Linked DNA regions of Triticum aestivum: region 2 is linked to region 1. Evidence: chromatin contacts called from public HiCAR-type data. All regions are on one chromosome and are shown on one strand. The core of a region is the stretch at or near the end of the contact, and the rest is flanking DNA. Distances in the headings are between cores, read along the strand shown.

Region 1 (7,182 bases), core at 1,786-4,285:
ATCTTCTGAGCTTTCCCTCGCGATCTGCTACGATACTTTCGTTTGTTGTTCAAAGGCATACGAGCTTTAGGAAAGATGCATTGAGCAAAAGACGTGGACGTGTTGTAGCCGGTTCTCCATGATTATTTGCTTGGATAATTGATGCTAATGCTTGCCTATGGTGTCTCTGGTCTGTGCTTTGGAATCTTAGATTGTTTTGCACCTAAAAAGAAAGCTATCGCCTACCTTTACCCGAAACGAAAGGCCTGGTAAAAAATAGCCGTACAGCACACGCGATCGCGAGACCAGGCGCGTCAGCCACACTGGTACATGGGCATATGATGGCATCCAAACAGCAGTCCGCACTGAGCACAGTCCGGTAGACAGGTACAGTCGCTACGAGTATTCTTCTCCCGCCCGGGATTCCATTCAACGGATACTGGCGGGCATCAACAGGGCGAAGCAAGCACTACTATTAATTGCAGCACACCACCATATGATTATCAAGGGGAAGCCCGGGCAACTTGGCGCCAGATTAAGACATCCGCGCTGTGCGCTACTCATAGAAAGCACATGCGGAACCGAACCCCCGGTCTCGAGGGCGGTCGGAAGATACCACTGGCAAGCAAAAGGGGGAGGCAATCTGGAGCGGGGTACCAGTCAAGACGGCACATGCCACCGCCGGCCATGTGATCTCAAGGAGGCCGGCCTGATGCCCGAGGCGATTAGGGAATCCCTCCCTCCCCCCATTTGCACCTCCCACATGGCCCAATTAAAGCGCAATCTTCTCTTCTCTTCTCTCCCCTGCAATCAAAGCCCGTCTTGATGCTCTGTGATGCACAGGCCAATAGCACCGATCCTGCGAGCTGTACGTACATGGTTCGTACCACTACAACAGGGGTCGGTACTCGGTACTGGAGTGGAGTCCAATCCTGGGAAGAAAGCGAGGCTCACCCACCGGCGTGGTACGACGAGGGTGCGGTGCGATAAGACGGGCCGCTAATCGGTATCGTCGCCGTCGTCGTCGTTGTCACGATCACAATGCAAAGCCAGCAGTGGTAGAGTACCGTCTTTACAACTCTCCAGCGCCGCGTTCCAGCCTCACGAGCAAGCATGTTTGGTCCCGGTTGTGCGCGCCATCATGCCCCGCGCCGACCCACCACCGCCACCGTATCTCGGCGCCCCTTTCAGAATTTCCGCCGGGAAGATCCGATGATCGCCCGCCGGGGCCGGGGCCAAAGGCAGCGAGCGACGCAGCACGGGCCAAAAGGCGAGCCGCCAACAGCGAGGAAGACCCCTAAACAATGGCCCCCGTGTTTTGCCTTTAGCCAGCAGGAGGAATCAACGCCGATCGACCGTCTCCGTTACAGTTCACAGTCGCTCGCTCGCTCGCCTGCGCTTACAATATACACTTCGATCCAGCGGGGGAGAGAGTGAATGAAAAAAGAAGATGAAAGAAACTGATCGACAACCCTAGAGGATAGTAGTGCTATGTTATGTTAATAGCATCGTCAATTCAATTCATCGTCGTATGGAATTGTCCCAGGAGCTGCATGCAAATCTTATAAGCCATGACGACCATCACATATATATTGGGCGGGGCAAGCCAAGCCAAGCCAAGCCAAACACAAACACACGGACACGTACGTACGTACTCCCAACGGGTCTTAGGGACCCGGCCACCCTCATGTTCTACTACGGTGCGGTGTGACACTGACGGACACCCTAGGAGAGGAGAGGCGAGGCTTGTATGTTACAAGGCGACCAAAACCTAACAAGCAACAGTACTGGAGGATCCGCCGTGCCGGGAGAGGGAAGCTTCTCGGGCTTCTCCTTGCGGGCTTCCCGCCGGCCGGTGGCATGGCGGCGTCACGCTCCCGGGCGACGGCGAGGGGGCTAGTGGTGCAACGCCGAGGGGCCCGGGGCGACGGCGGCGCCGCCGGGCTTGGGGCACTGGTAGCACTTGGCGAAGAGGCCGAAGGTGTTGATCTGGCGGATGAAGTTGACCATGCTGGCCCAGCCTCCCAGCCCGAAGCCGACCACGAACACCCACACCACGATGAAGGCGTTGAGCACGAACATCCCCGTCCAGCTCGGCAGGAAGAAGGGCGGCTTCTCCGCCGCGTTCTGTTCAGTCGTTGCAAAACGATCACAAATCATCAGTAAAACACAGAGCATAATTTACTACCAACATGCACAACAAAATGGATGATGGATGCATGGAACGGAGCCACTGCGCTGCTGCACACACACAAAAAGAAACGTTGTGCGTGTTCTCTATCTATGATCTATCATCCGTACAGGAAACCACATTCGATTTCTCTCTCGCAAAGCTGGAGGAAAAGGAAGGAATCGAGCGGGAAAGAAAGGGACCCCGCAACCCACGCCACGATATCCCCATCGGTCGACGTCCGTCTCCAGCGGCGCCGCATGCTATCTATCCATCCATCACCCGTGCGAAAAGCCAGTGAGAGTCCAGACGCGCCAGGCCAACGCCGCGACGGCGACCGGCGCGCCTGGTAGCCCGGCTAGCTTCCGGGGACTCGTGCCCAAAGCAACAGGAGATCCCGACACCTCCATGTCAACGGTTGCTATCTATACCGGCCCGGCCGGCGGCGAGCCCACGATCGGCCCTCTGCTCCTGTGCGGCCGGGGAGGGACCAGCTACAGCTGCTGCATTCAGGCAGGCTCACCTACGGGATGGGCCATATGTAGGATGGTACACTAAACATGGGGGAGACCTCCTCATTCGGGGCACCAACCCTTGGAACTGACACGCACCACCGGTACGGCGATGGCTAAGCGCCATTCGCCATGCCGTAGCAGCTATCCATCCACAGCAGCGACGGCCGAACCAACGGACGGACGGAGGAGAGGGAGAGGGAGAGGGATCGAGGATCCAAATCGTTGTCGGGGCGGATTAATGTGGTCGTTGGCCGGGCTCAATGATTGGGGATTCTTCGTGGTAGGAGCAGTGCCGCTCCTAAGCAGGAGGCGGGGCCACCCTGGGGCCGTGCAGTCAACAGTGCATGCGGTACGTGCACGGATCTCCACTATCTATTCCATTGCACGTCCCTCTGCCTCCGATGCGCGTTGCGTTGCATTCGGGGCACTGTTGATGCGCCATGCATGGACCATGGATGAATCGGGCCATGCACTGTTGATGCGCCATGGACCAGACCGTGGATGTGGTACTGGGACTAGTGGTGCAGTGGTGCTACCAAGAGCAGCGAACCGGGCCATGCATGCATGCAGCTGGAGCTGGCAATGCACGGCCTCACTCATCCCATCCTTGATGATCGATCGACGATCCTACTGGCAATCATTGGTCGGATCCCTAATCTAATCTAATAAAGGAAGAAAAGGCAGTGGTACCAGTACTCTTCCTACAGTGATCTGAAAGAAATTAGGCGCACGGCAGCATCACGCATTCACTAGCAAGAACATGCTAATTAAGCTTCTTCTAAAAGCTATAGTACAGCACAGTATGATCCTCCTCGATGCAAAAAAAGAAAAGAAAAGAAAAAGAAATGCAATGCATGTAGTATAGATAGATAGAGAAGAGTGAAGGAGTAAAGGAGGCTTACGGCGCGGGCGGATGCGGATCGGTAGGTGAGCATGTGGGCGAGGGCGGGGATGATGTAGACGGTGAAGCTGACGAGGAGGGCGCCGACGGCGGAGTTGATGGGGCCGAAGAAGGGGAAGATGATGGCGAGGAACCAGATGGGGACGACGATGGGGAGCCTGGCGAGGGCGCGGAGGCAGACGCTCTTGGTGTCGTGCATGCCGATCACCTTCTCCCACACGAAGTAGAGCGGCGTGCAGGCGAAGCCGAAGGTGATGAACTGGTGGATGAGCATGAGGATCACCGCCGCGTCCCGCCACGCCGTCTTGGGCAGCAGCGAGAAGGCGTTGGCGTGCGCCAGCAGCTCGTCCCCGTACGCCCAGTACATGGCCGACGCCGACGGCAGCGTCAGCGTGAACACGTACAGCGTCGCCAGCAGGTAGATGTACTTGAACTTGGCCGGCTTCCACATCGCGTGCATGATCTCCCTGCCCAATGCCCATGCAAACCAACATTAGCATCACCGCCATTATTGACAAACGACTGTTTATATAAATGAAATGACACAAGTAGTAGGAAATTAACGGACAAAACGGCCTCTGCACATGCATGCGTTGTTGAGTTTGTTGGTCAGATGACACGGAAAAGAAGGCTTCTTCCTTCCTAATCACGCAGTGGGCAGTTGGGCTGCAAAGAAGAAGATCGATCGGGGCGGCAGGGGGAATCTGCCGGGCGAGCTTCCGCTCACTCACTCACCAACACATGCGTGCACGCGCCAGCCGGTCAAATAATAGAGGATCCCGACAAATACGACCAAATAAGTCCGTTGCAGATTATATATACTCCTACCAATCGCCTAACAATCAATCAATTTAATCATGCCACTCCACTCCACTCCCAACAAGTTGCAGCAACCACCTAACCGGACTTCGAACTTGCCGGAGATCAGAAACGAACAGAGTGGAAAATTCACCACGGGATCTTTCTCTTTGCGACGAAACTTCTGGTTAAAGCGGCGGCAGCAGCAGCAGTAGGTCTGCGTCCCCCTCACCCCACTGGGCTAAGCAAAACGTCGAGATGATGGCAAGATGAGCGGAACGGAATCATCGCCAGCAGATGACGATGACGATGTGCCGCAACATTCACGCACGTCCCGGTCCGCCCAGGACGGGATTGCATATCTTGATGTGAGCTCCGCACTAGCTGAATTCAATTCAGTTCAGTGCAACCAGCCATGGCCCGTCCTTTTCTTTCACTCACTTCCATCAATACTACTACCACAAAGCTTTCTCGTTTTTACGCCACCATTAGCTGCATAGTAGGCAACTACTCCCTCCGTTTTAAATTACTTGTCGCAGAAATGAATGTATCTAGAACTAAAATGCATCTCCTGCTACTGCTTAATAATAATAATAATAATGCTGCACAGTAGTGGCCTGGTCGCCGAAGCTGCTGCTGGTAGGAGGAGATTACTATTAATATAATAAAAACGGTTCAAATCTCCGGCCCAACGGCGGCCACTAGCGAGCAGCGACCAGGGTGTTTGAACGCCGCACTCAGTGACGAAGACGACGCTAATTATTCCCCCGCGCATGGCCTCAAATCATGGCTAAGCTAGCTAGCTACCAGGAAACACCAATGATCCAATCAAGTTTTGATTAGTAGTTAAGTAATCGCGGAGGCAGAGGAGCAATGGGAATAAAGGGCTCTAGTCTAATGCATGGTGGCCGGAGATCTAAAATACACCGCGCCCCAATTCTTTTCCCCCCTCCTCTAGACTAGACTGTATCATGTTCATGTGTGTGTGAGTGAGTGGGTGCTAGTACCGGCAGGGAGGACCTTTTGGATGCATCACCGCACATGAGCGCACCAGGACTCACTCATGGCCGCAAGCTAGCTAAGCTAAGCTAAGCTAACCCTAAACCAAAGGAGGCCGGTTCCCACCACCACGGCCTAGATGGAAGTTTTTAAGTGCCCCTGGCTGTGCATCGGGATCCGTGCCGCCCCACGGGGTGGATGGATGGGGCTGGCTAGATGCAAAGCTACAATCTTGCTCAGTAAGTTAATCAAGATTAACTTATGCTACCACTGTGGAGAGTACATTAGTGTTAGTGTGGTGCTGCAGCTGCTGCGGCAAGTACCATGGACCGGGGACGGGGGACCATCGGAATGGAAGCTAGAGCCGGGTTTCCAATCCAGACATGTCCTCCCGATCGCCGGGCAAAAGCTGCGGCCCGGCGGAAAGCTCACCGCCCTATTTCTTCTTCTTCTTCTTCTTCTTCTTCTTCTTCTTCTTCTTCTTCTTCTTCAGAGCACTACTAATTTACTTACTGAAGAGATGAGCGTATAATAATTTACTCACACGGTGACGGCGTGGCCGCCGAAGGTGTAGAGGATGTTGGTGGCGCCGGTGAAGTAGAGGACGAGCTTGTTGGGGCCGGTGTGGGTGACGCCCTCCACCTGGCCGTTGATGAGCGCGGCGATGGCCAGGTACCAGGCCGTGTAGGTGGTCATGCCCAGGCCCAGGAAGGACCAGATCCGGTAGTTGTGGAAGGACGGGATGAAGACGGTGGTGGCGCAGCAGGCGCCGAAGATGTACGTCCACGTCCGCTTGTCCAGCCGGTCGTTGATGTAGTAGATGTTACTGTACCAAGTTAAAATAAATAAATTAATTAAATCTCAGCTACTGAGCTGGGCGCACAGTGAGGGCGACGGACTGACCTGGCGCAGGCGATGAGCTGGATGACCGTGCCGAAGAGGAGGAAGGTGCAGTTGAAGGCCAGCCCGGCCGCCTTCCAGTACGGGCCCAGCAGCCCGTCCAGCACCTCGAACCACTGCGAAGGGAGGTCAACATCGCAGCTTCATGATTAGTAATTCTTCCTTTCTTCGCCATTAATCAACCACAGTTACTCCTCACCATGTTTCCAGTACATGCGTACTGTCATGCTTTAACCATTAAGCATAGTGATTACTACTTGGGGGCAAATGTGGGTCTGGTTTTGCGACTAAAAGGGGAGGATTAAGGAAGGCACTCTGCCCGCTGCATTTGCAGACTTGCAGTTCACACTTTTCCTTCGACAAGCAACTTGAGGATGAGGAGACTGCATATCTAACGCGTGAGGCTAAGCAGGGACGTTTTTGATTAATTTTTTCGCTGAAAAAGGGAGAGCATTTTCGTATTTTTGCAGCCGACAGAAAGGCGTGCCCGTTTGACGAAGCCGGCCGGGAACTGCAAACCGTTAGCGAAGAAGAGGGAGGGGAGCACGCCATGGATTGCAGGAAGGGGCAGGGGGTGGGTACCTGGATGACGTGGTTCTTGAAGCTGACGCCCTCCTTCTCCTTGCGGGAGCGGTACTCGACGTAGAGGACGCTGATGAGGTAGGCGGTCCAGCTGCCGAGGAAGCCGTAGAAGAGCTGCAGCAGGATGCCCGAGAGCATCCCCAGCTGCGAGAAGGAGTAGGGCAGCGTCAGCAGCACCTGCGCCACCTGCAACCAACATCCCATCCCGTTCCGTTCATCATCAGTCAATCATCTTCTTCTTCTTCAACGTCATGGCGATCGACGCTCAGGAAGACAGACATGGTACATACCTGGTTGGAGGCGCAGCTGAACCAGGCGTCCCACACGGAGCCGCCGTG
Region 2 (7,182 bases), core at 1,290-3,789, 240 kb after region 1:
TACTACAAGCAAACCCCGGGCATCAACGGTCGGTCGTTCAATCTTCATCATTGTTGGCGATAGCTCCGGGATAGTAAGAAGTGGAGGTTGAGAGGCAAAGAATGTCCCCCAAAGAAAGGCATCAAATTCAAAGATAAGGATGATGATGATAATGATGATGCACCAAGAGGAGGAAGAATCAAAGACAAACTGGATGGAAACAAGAAGGAGAAAGCAAGAGTCAAGAGGACAGCCAAGGCAATCACTTTGAGGGATCAAATTGGTGAGATGGTGAAGATGAAAGAGGCATTGTTATCCAAGCATTGGGATGCTAAAGTGGCCATGGCCACGAAGAAAGAGAAGCACGAGGAGGAGAAGTGGGAGAGGTTGTGTGCCTTCGAGGAGTGCAAGATCGCCCTAGGGGAGCAAAAGAGGAAGGACGAGAGGACCGTCGAGGAGGACCGGTTAATGATGATGAACCCGAAGGGTATGGATGCAAAGACAAGAGAATTTTAGGAGATGAAAAGAACGAAGATCATGTGCCGGAGGAAGATGGAGCTTCAAAATCTTATGGCCGCTGGTGGTGTTTGGTTTGGAGAGAGTTTTGCTTTCGACAATGTTGGTGGAGGTGGCTTTGGCATGGTGGTGGTGTTGGGTTTGGGGGTGGTGAAGGGTGTGGAGGGCTCAGCATTGGGGGTGTTGGTGCCAAGGGTGGTGGTGTTGGGTTTGGAGGTGGTGGAGGGGGTGGTGGCTTCGGCAATGATGGTGGAGGTGCGTTTGGAGGTGGTGTTGGTTTTGGCCATGATGGTGGAGGTGGGGTTGATGCTTCGGTAAACCATGTGGATGACGGCGGCGGCGGTGGTGCTCGTTCTCTGGTCCAAGTTGAAGATGGTTGTGGTGGTGCTCGTTCTCCGGTCCAAGTTCATGAAGATGATGGTGCTATGGGCGGTGGTGACGATCTTCACAACAATGTGGATGTTGCTTGATTTATCCATGACCGATGATCATTTGAGCATGTTTTGTTTAATCATATATTTCTAAGATTAAACTTGCTATCTCGTATGTTGTGCATGATTTTGGATGTGATGAACTGGTGATGTATATATAATCATTTTCATCTATTCAAATGCAAACACTTGTCAAAATTTGTGCTATGGTTCTTTTTTTGCGGTACCGCGGGCCCCTGACGCGGAACAGAATTCGTAAACACGTCCCTCAAAACATTTGCTAGACAAGTTTACTGGAGCTGTTCCACCGGAGGGTTCACAGTACCGCAAAAAAGTTTTACATGCGCCCTTATACTGTTTTTGATGGACGGGCGCATACCGGATTTGCTAGAGATGCTCTTAGTTGCAACTTTAGGTGGGGAATTGGGGAAGAAACGTTGTAATCAATGATAAGCGGGGCTGGCCTGCAAGAAATTTTGGAGAGTACTCTATGGGAACTCTTAGTTGGTGCAGTGCCTCGGCAACATTCGTATTATTACTAGCAAGATGTCCGTGCGTTGCACGGAACATCAAGGTGCATTTATATGAGTAGTTTATCTTATGGGAGATAAGGATGAACGAGGAAATGCCTTATCTGCAAATGTGGAGAGGGGTGCGGCTATCCTTCTACAAACTTTGCCATAATTTTTCTTCCTATGCGTCAGATATATCTCGGACGATCTATATTGCAGGATGGCAGGCACACCATCATCATCAACTCTTTTTTTTATAAGAGTAGAGATGATGCACTCTTCGTAACTTATATAGCGATTGCACACATGACGACTCTCCAAGAACGAAAGGACAAAGGAGAGGAAGATTTGTGGAATGGCCGCATGGTCGTCCGACTTAGAAATGAGCAGAGCCCATGCAGCTTGCCAAGTTATTCAATGGCTTATGACGCAATGGCCAATAGTCTTAGGCCTACCGATCAAGATAGGACGACTAATTTAACAGCTAGCTACAGACCAAAGTCGAGCATGTTCTCAGCCAAAAAAGAAAAATCAGTAGGCTAGATTGCCCTACGGGGACTCACCATTAAAAATCCCCATCACCTTGGCGGCTTGGCCTCTAACTACAATCGGCCCGCGTCACTGTCTGCCCTCTCAAGAGCGACCGGCAACCACGCCGCGAATCTTTTGACAAACTGTTCACAAATCACCGCATATACAATGAAAGATTTTGAACGCTATCTCAGACGCTTCTGCGGGCTGCGACGACCGACCGACTGCCATGTGTGCTCTGTCGGGGTGGGCATAATTACACGAGAGAAGGCTTGCAGGTGATGAAAATCTTGTACCGCATGCAGTGCGGCAGAAGCAAGCGGCGGAAAATCGATGCGGTCTCGAGTGCTTGGACTCCATGGGTTGAGCGTCCGTTTTCTCTTGATGTCCAATGATGGTGCCGGTGGAGAAGAGAGGCCGGGGGTCGCTCGAGCGGACGGCTCCAACGGGCAAAGCACCAAGCAGACGACTGATGGGGGCCTTGGCGCGCAGCGTGATGGGAGTCCCCGCGCCACACGACCCGAGCGTGCACATGGGCCGATCGGTGTCTGTCGAGCGTCGCGGTCTGGGATCAAACGGCCAGGATGCGCGGCCCGTGCGGTGCGCTACAGGCGCACGGGATGGGATGGAGATGTCGGGGTGGCGGGGTCCCTCCCTCCGTCCGTCCGTCGGACCGTGACAGAGCATCGCGCGTGTGGACGAACATCCGTGCGGTGGGCGCCCGCCCTCGTGCCCATCGTCGTCCCGCCGGCGACGTCACTGTTGCTGCGGATCAGCGATGGGGTGTCACCGTGGAGCCGGCGACCGGGCGTCCATCTCCCGCTGTTCCGCGATGGCCGGCTTCCCGGAAGGAACGAACGAGCGCCAGCCTCGCCGCGGCGGGCCCAAACGAGCGCTGGCCGCATGGCGACGGGATCCCCCGGCCCAGACGCTGTCTCGCCACTCGCCAGGCAGCGAGTATAGTAGAGTAGAGTACGACGGCAGCGGCACAGTGCGAGCCGGATACGGCATGGGGAGCCTGAGAGCCACTGTTGGCCTGCGAAAGCAAGGCGCACGAGCAGCACAAGCAGCAGCAGCAGCGACGACGGATCGGTCGACCGATCTGGGCAATCATGGCGCCCATTATTAACGGGGTTTTGGACGGGCACCGGCGGATTCTGCCGCTCAACCATCCCCATCCGGCCCACCCACAGCAAGCTCTTCCCCCATCTCTGACTGAAGACTCTCTCCGACGATGCGTCTCGCAGCTCTCAGGAACAGGCTGGTGCGGCGTGGCGCACGGCCTGCCTGCCTGTCACGAGTAAACAAACCACAAGTGCGGCGCTTTGACCTTCGGGCTCCCGGAGGGGGGTTTTCACCGTTTTCTAGGGTTTTGGACTTGGAAAAACCTGGAAAAAGGTCTGGGGCGGGGCTAGAAAGCGCGCCTTTGTCCTTTTGGAAACTTTTGGAAAAGCGCCGCGTTTCTGCGCTTTCTGATGTGCAGCTGTGGAGTCGGGAGTGGGGCTCCGGATTCAGGTGGCAGTGGAAGAGGCACGCACGGTGTGGTAGCAGTAGGGGTACCGAGGAACATGATCGGGATGACAACAGTGGCCGTCGTTTCCAGTCGAAGCCGTCGATCCGTCCTAGGAGTGCTTCTAGGGGGCATCGGGCGAGTGAATCTGAGCTGTGATCATGGAGGCGATGATGGCCTCGGCCAATCCAACCCGGTGGCGGGGCTCGTCGGGACTTGCGGGCGGCAGACACTGCGTCCTGACGTCGACCGGCATCTATTCCCGTCCATCCGCACCGCACCTAACCTAACCTGAGCCGGCGGACGTAGCGGTAGCGGTGGCTACTTCTCACTAATTGATCCCCTGCCTTTCATTCCCCTTATCTCTTCTCTTTACTCTTTATTACCGCCCATGTTTCCTACTGGTGCTACGCTAGCTCTTCAGCTAACGTGAAGGAAACAGCCGGCTTTCTACTTTCTAGTAGATGGGTATATATATCAGCAACTACCTAGAGTAATGTTCTGCTTTGATGAGGTCTCTTCGATGCAACATATGCCATATTGCCTTTCCTGCCAGGATAGTGTTGCCTTTCACTAAGTCTGGTTTGGCATGATGTTATGTTATGATGTTAAGACAAAGGTTTAGGCACTGTTCGGCAACCGTCCACTCCCCCACTGCGGAGTGGAGCGCGTGGAGCGCCATTCTAGCCACTCCTCAGATTATAGCTGCATGTCACTCCGCTCCGGAGCGGAGTTGGGGAGTGGGAGGGAATCCGAACGGGGCCTTAGTACGGCAGCGCGAGGCCAATTCTTGGGATACGTGAGGTGTAGTCATTAAATTTCAATATGAACATACTACAGTCTACCTTCAGAGTCAAGAGAGTACTATTCTTCCTTTTTCTTTTTTGAGGTGATTTAGTACTGAGGCACACGGATGTGCTATTCTAAATGGGCTCACATCTTAGCCCATTTGTTACCGGCCTGTTTTTACAACAAAATGGCCAGCACAAAACGGGTACGTGATCGCCTGAAAAGAGGTAATAGTGGGCCACCATATCAGCTCTTCGCTGCATTCGCTCGTTCGCTACAGTTGCTTGTCATTCTTTTTTTCTTCTTTTTCTCGTTTTAAAAATTTTATTTTTATTTTTGAACTGAAAAATATCATACTTACTTCAAGGAAAATGGAGAACTCAAAAAAACTTAATGGGGTGTAATTGTTTTGCTAGCGTAACTTAAAAAATGTTGATAGCTTTAAAAAAATGTCTTGTCATTTTAAAAATGTTCACCCACTTAAAAAAATCTAAAATATGTTTATACTATGTACAACATGTTCATGTAATTCAATAAAAATGTTAAACGTGTTTAATATTTTTTCCTGATGCATATAAAAAGTAGACATCGAAGCTTATATTTAGAAAAATGTTAATCATGTATATGAAATATGTTAAACATGTATAAAAATATATTTTAAAAATATACCACACATGTAAAATGCGTATGAAAACAATTGGCATCAAAACATATATTTGAAAACAAAATGTTATTAATGTATTTGAAAAATGTTAAAATGTGTATAAAAATGTTTGGTTTGTATACAAAAAATTTACAATGTGTACGAAAAAAGCAGACATAAAAATTATAGTTAAAAATGTAATCATGTATATGAAAAATGATAAATATGTATAAAAATATTTTTAAAATACATACAAAATATGTAAAATATGTATGAAAGCAATAGGCATCAAAACGTATAATTAAAACGAAATGTTAATAATGTATTTGGAAAATGTTAAAATGTGTAAAAATATCGTTTCATATGTATACCAAAAATGTACAATGTGTACGAAAAAAGTAGAGATCAAAACATATATTTTAAAAATGTTAATCATGTGTATTAAAAATATTTAGATGTATACCATGCAGTGTATATGAAAACAATATATTTGACAACAATAGACATCAAAACATATATTTTAAAAAATATTAATCATGTATTTAGAATAATATTAAACATGTATTTAAATAATGTTCTTGATGTATACGAAAAATGTACATGGTGTAAGAAAAATGTAGACATGCGTTTAAAAAAGGGAAAAAAATATAAAACAAAGAAAAGGAAAAAAAGAATAAAACAAAGAAAACAAAAAAAGAAACAAAGAAAACAAGAAAACCGGAGAAAACCAAGAAAGAAATAAAAAACCAAAGGAAATAAAGAAAAAAAATCAGTGAAGACCATGAAAGTAAGGAAGAAAACGAGTGAAAAAAAAGATGAAAAAGAAAGGAAAAGGTAAAAAAATCCTTAAAAAACTAGAGCAGAGCAAACTATAGCGACACGAACAAGTTGCACTAAGGGGCCATATGCCCGCACTTTTCAGGCGAGATGGCTGCTATACTCGCTGTAAGCGAGATATAGTATTCGCGGCACAAAATGTCACCAAACTGGAATCCTCGTGAAGAAAATCCGATGGCACAAAAGGATCGCCCTAAAATGGTTCAGGCCTGTTACTTTTTGTGGATGCATGATTCATACCGTTTTGCCTCTATTCTTCGGTATGAAGAATTGGATATTCAAAATGCACAACTCCTATTCTACCGTTTTGATTCATACTTGGTAGTTTTGTTGCATGCCTCTAAGTTTCTCTATTTCACGTACGACTAAAATTCCTCAGAACTGCTTTATAGCCATCATTATTTTTCAGTATACCTAAGTATTTCATATTTTTGAAGAATTTGTTAAAATCTCTCATTCACCCCCTTTGTCGATAACTTTGATCCTACAGGAAGAGCAACACGAGAGAAATATCAATGTCAAGAGCCCAAGACAATCGTTACAACTAGATTGACACAGGAGAGAGTTAGCGGCATGATTAACACAACAACCTGCACCTGTTATTCTTGTACTAGCTGAAAACATTTTGAGAATGCCAATACCACTGACAGCCTTGAATGTTTTAAATTTCTCTAAGCTTCTCCATGGATAACGATATATCTCCATCTTCTTCCTTCAGCAGCCAGATCAATTAGAGTGGTATTTTTCGAGGCCAATTGCAAATGCAAAAAAATTAAATGGTAGATTGGGATTACACATGAGAAATGGCAAAGTGCAACAAACTTTGCAAGATTTATAACTGGCGCCGAGCAATCCAGCAGCGGTGTTCCTTCTCGTACACTGCTTCAGGCTGAGGGGTCAAAGCTTCCTACATTGCATGGAATATGTAGGGATTTTGTTACTAGTCGGATGCAGATATCAATGTATTTTTCAGGTACCCAGTGATCTTTCGTACTACAAGAACGGTGTGGGAACATATAGGCTGGAGTATATAAGCTAGTGACTAGAGTCGCGAGGTGAAAATAATCCTGCCAGGAGCTACAGACTACTTACAATGGAACCAAAGATCGTCTATATCAATCTCACCTTCCTCTTCATGTCATCTTTCTTCTGCCTTTTCATCACCTTTGTTGGCCATTCAGCGGCAAGCTTTTGGAGTTCTTCTTTCACGAATGGTTTCTTCTGATCAGGCAGGTGCTACAGGCACTCAAAAGTTGTCATCAGGCAAATGGGCGATTGCATAAGAACTGACTAACAGCTCTTTTGGCATCAAGATTTCCTAGAGTTGTGAAAATATTTGTACAAACTCAAAAAATGCCAATAATAGCATGAGATAGAAAGGCTTCAGGAACCACCAAAGATGGTAGGGAATTAAGAGTGACGAAGAGCCAACAA

What was found. HiCAR-type assays count read pairs that join an accessible place to other places.
Region 2: a HiCAR-type map of leaf shows a contact between it and region 1, with 8 times the contacts expected there. The contact joins two enhancer-like sites. A contact is called at or near these places in 5 of 5 Hi-C or Micro-C datasets (leaf, root and an unstated tissue) and 1 of 1 datasets of contacts at active chromatin or transcription factors (leaf).

Annotation. Positions count from the first base shown.
Region 1 is chr3A:620,525,671-620,532,852 of IWGSC CS RefSeq v2.1, forward strand. It overlaps LOC123062642 (auxin transporter-like protein 1), which reads right to left. Exons shown (of 7, transcript XM_044486242.1): 2 at 7,135-7,182; 3 at 6,845-7,030; 4 at 6,266-6,378; 5 at 5,907-6,188; 6 at 3,567-4,032; 7 at 1,540-2,106. The coding sequence ends at 1,876. Among protein-coding and RNA genes, the nearest start is that of LOC123062642, 4.4 kb to the right of the region's middle. Within about 2 kb of position 3,036, at least 5 of the 8 cell types and tissues checked have an H3K27ac peak or open chromatin away from gene starts, as enhancers often do.
Region 2 is chr3A:620,770,517-620,777,698 of IWGSC CS RefSeq v2.1, forward strand. No RefSeq gene overlaps it. Among protein-coding and RNA genes, the nearest start is that of LOC123062643, 16 kb to the right of the region's middle. Within about 2 kb of position 2,540, at least 5 of the 8 cell types and tissues checked have an H3K27ac peak or open chromatin away from gene starts, as enhancers often do.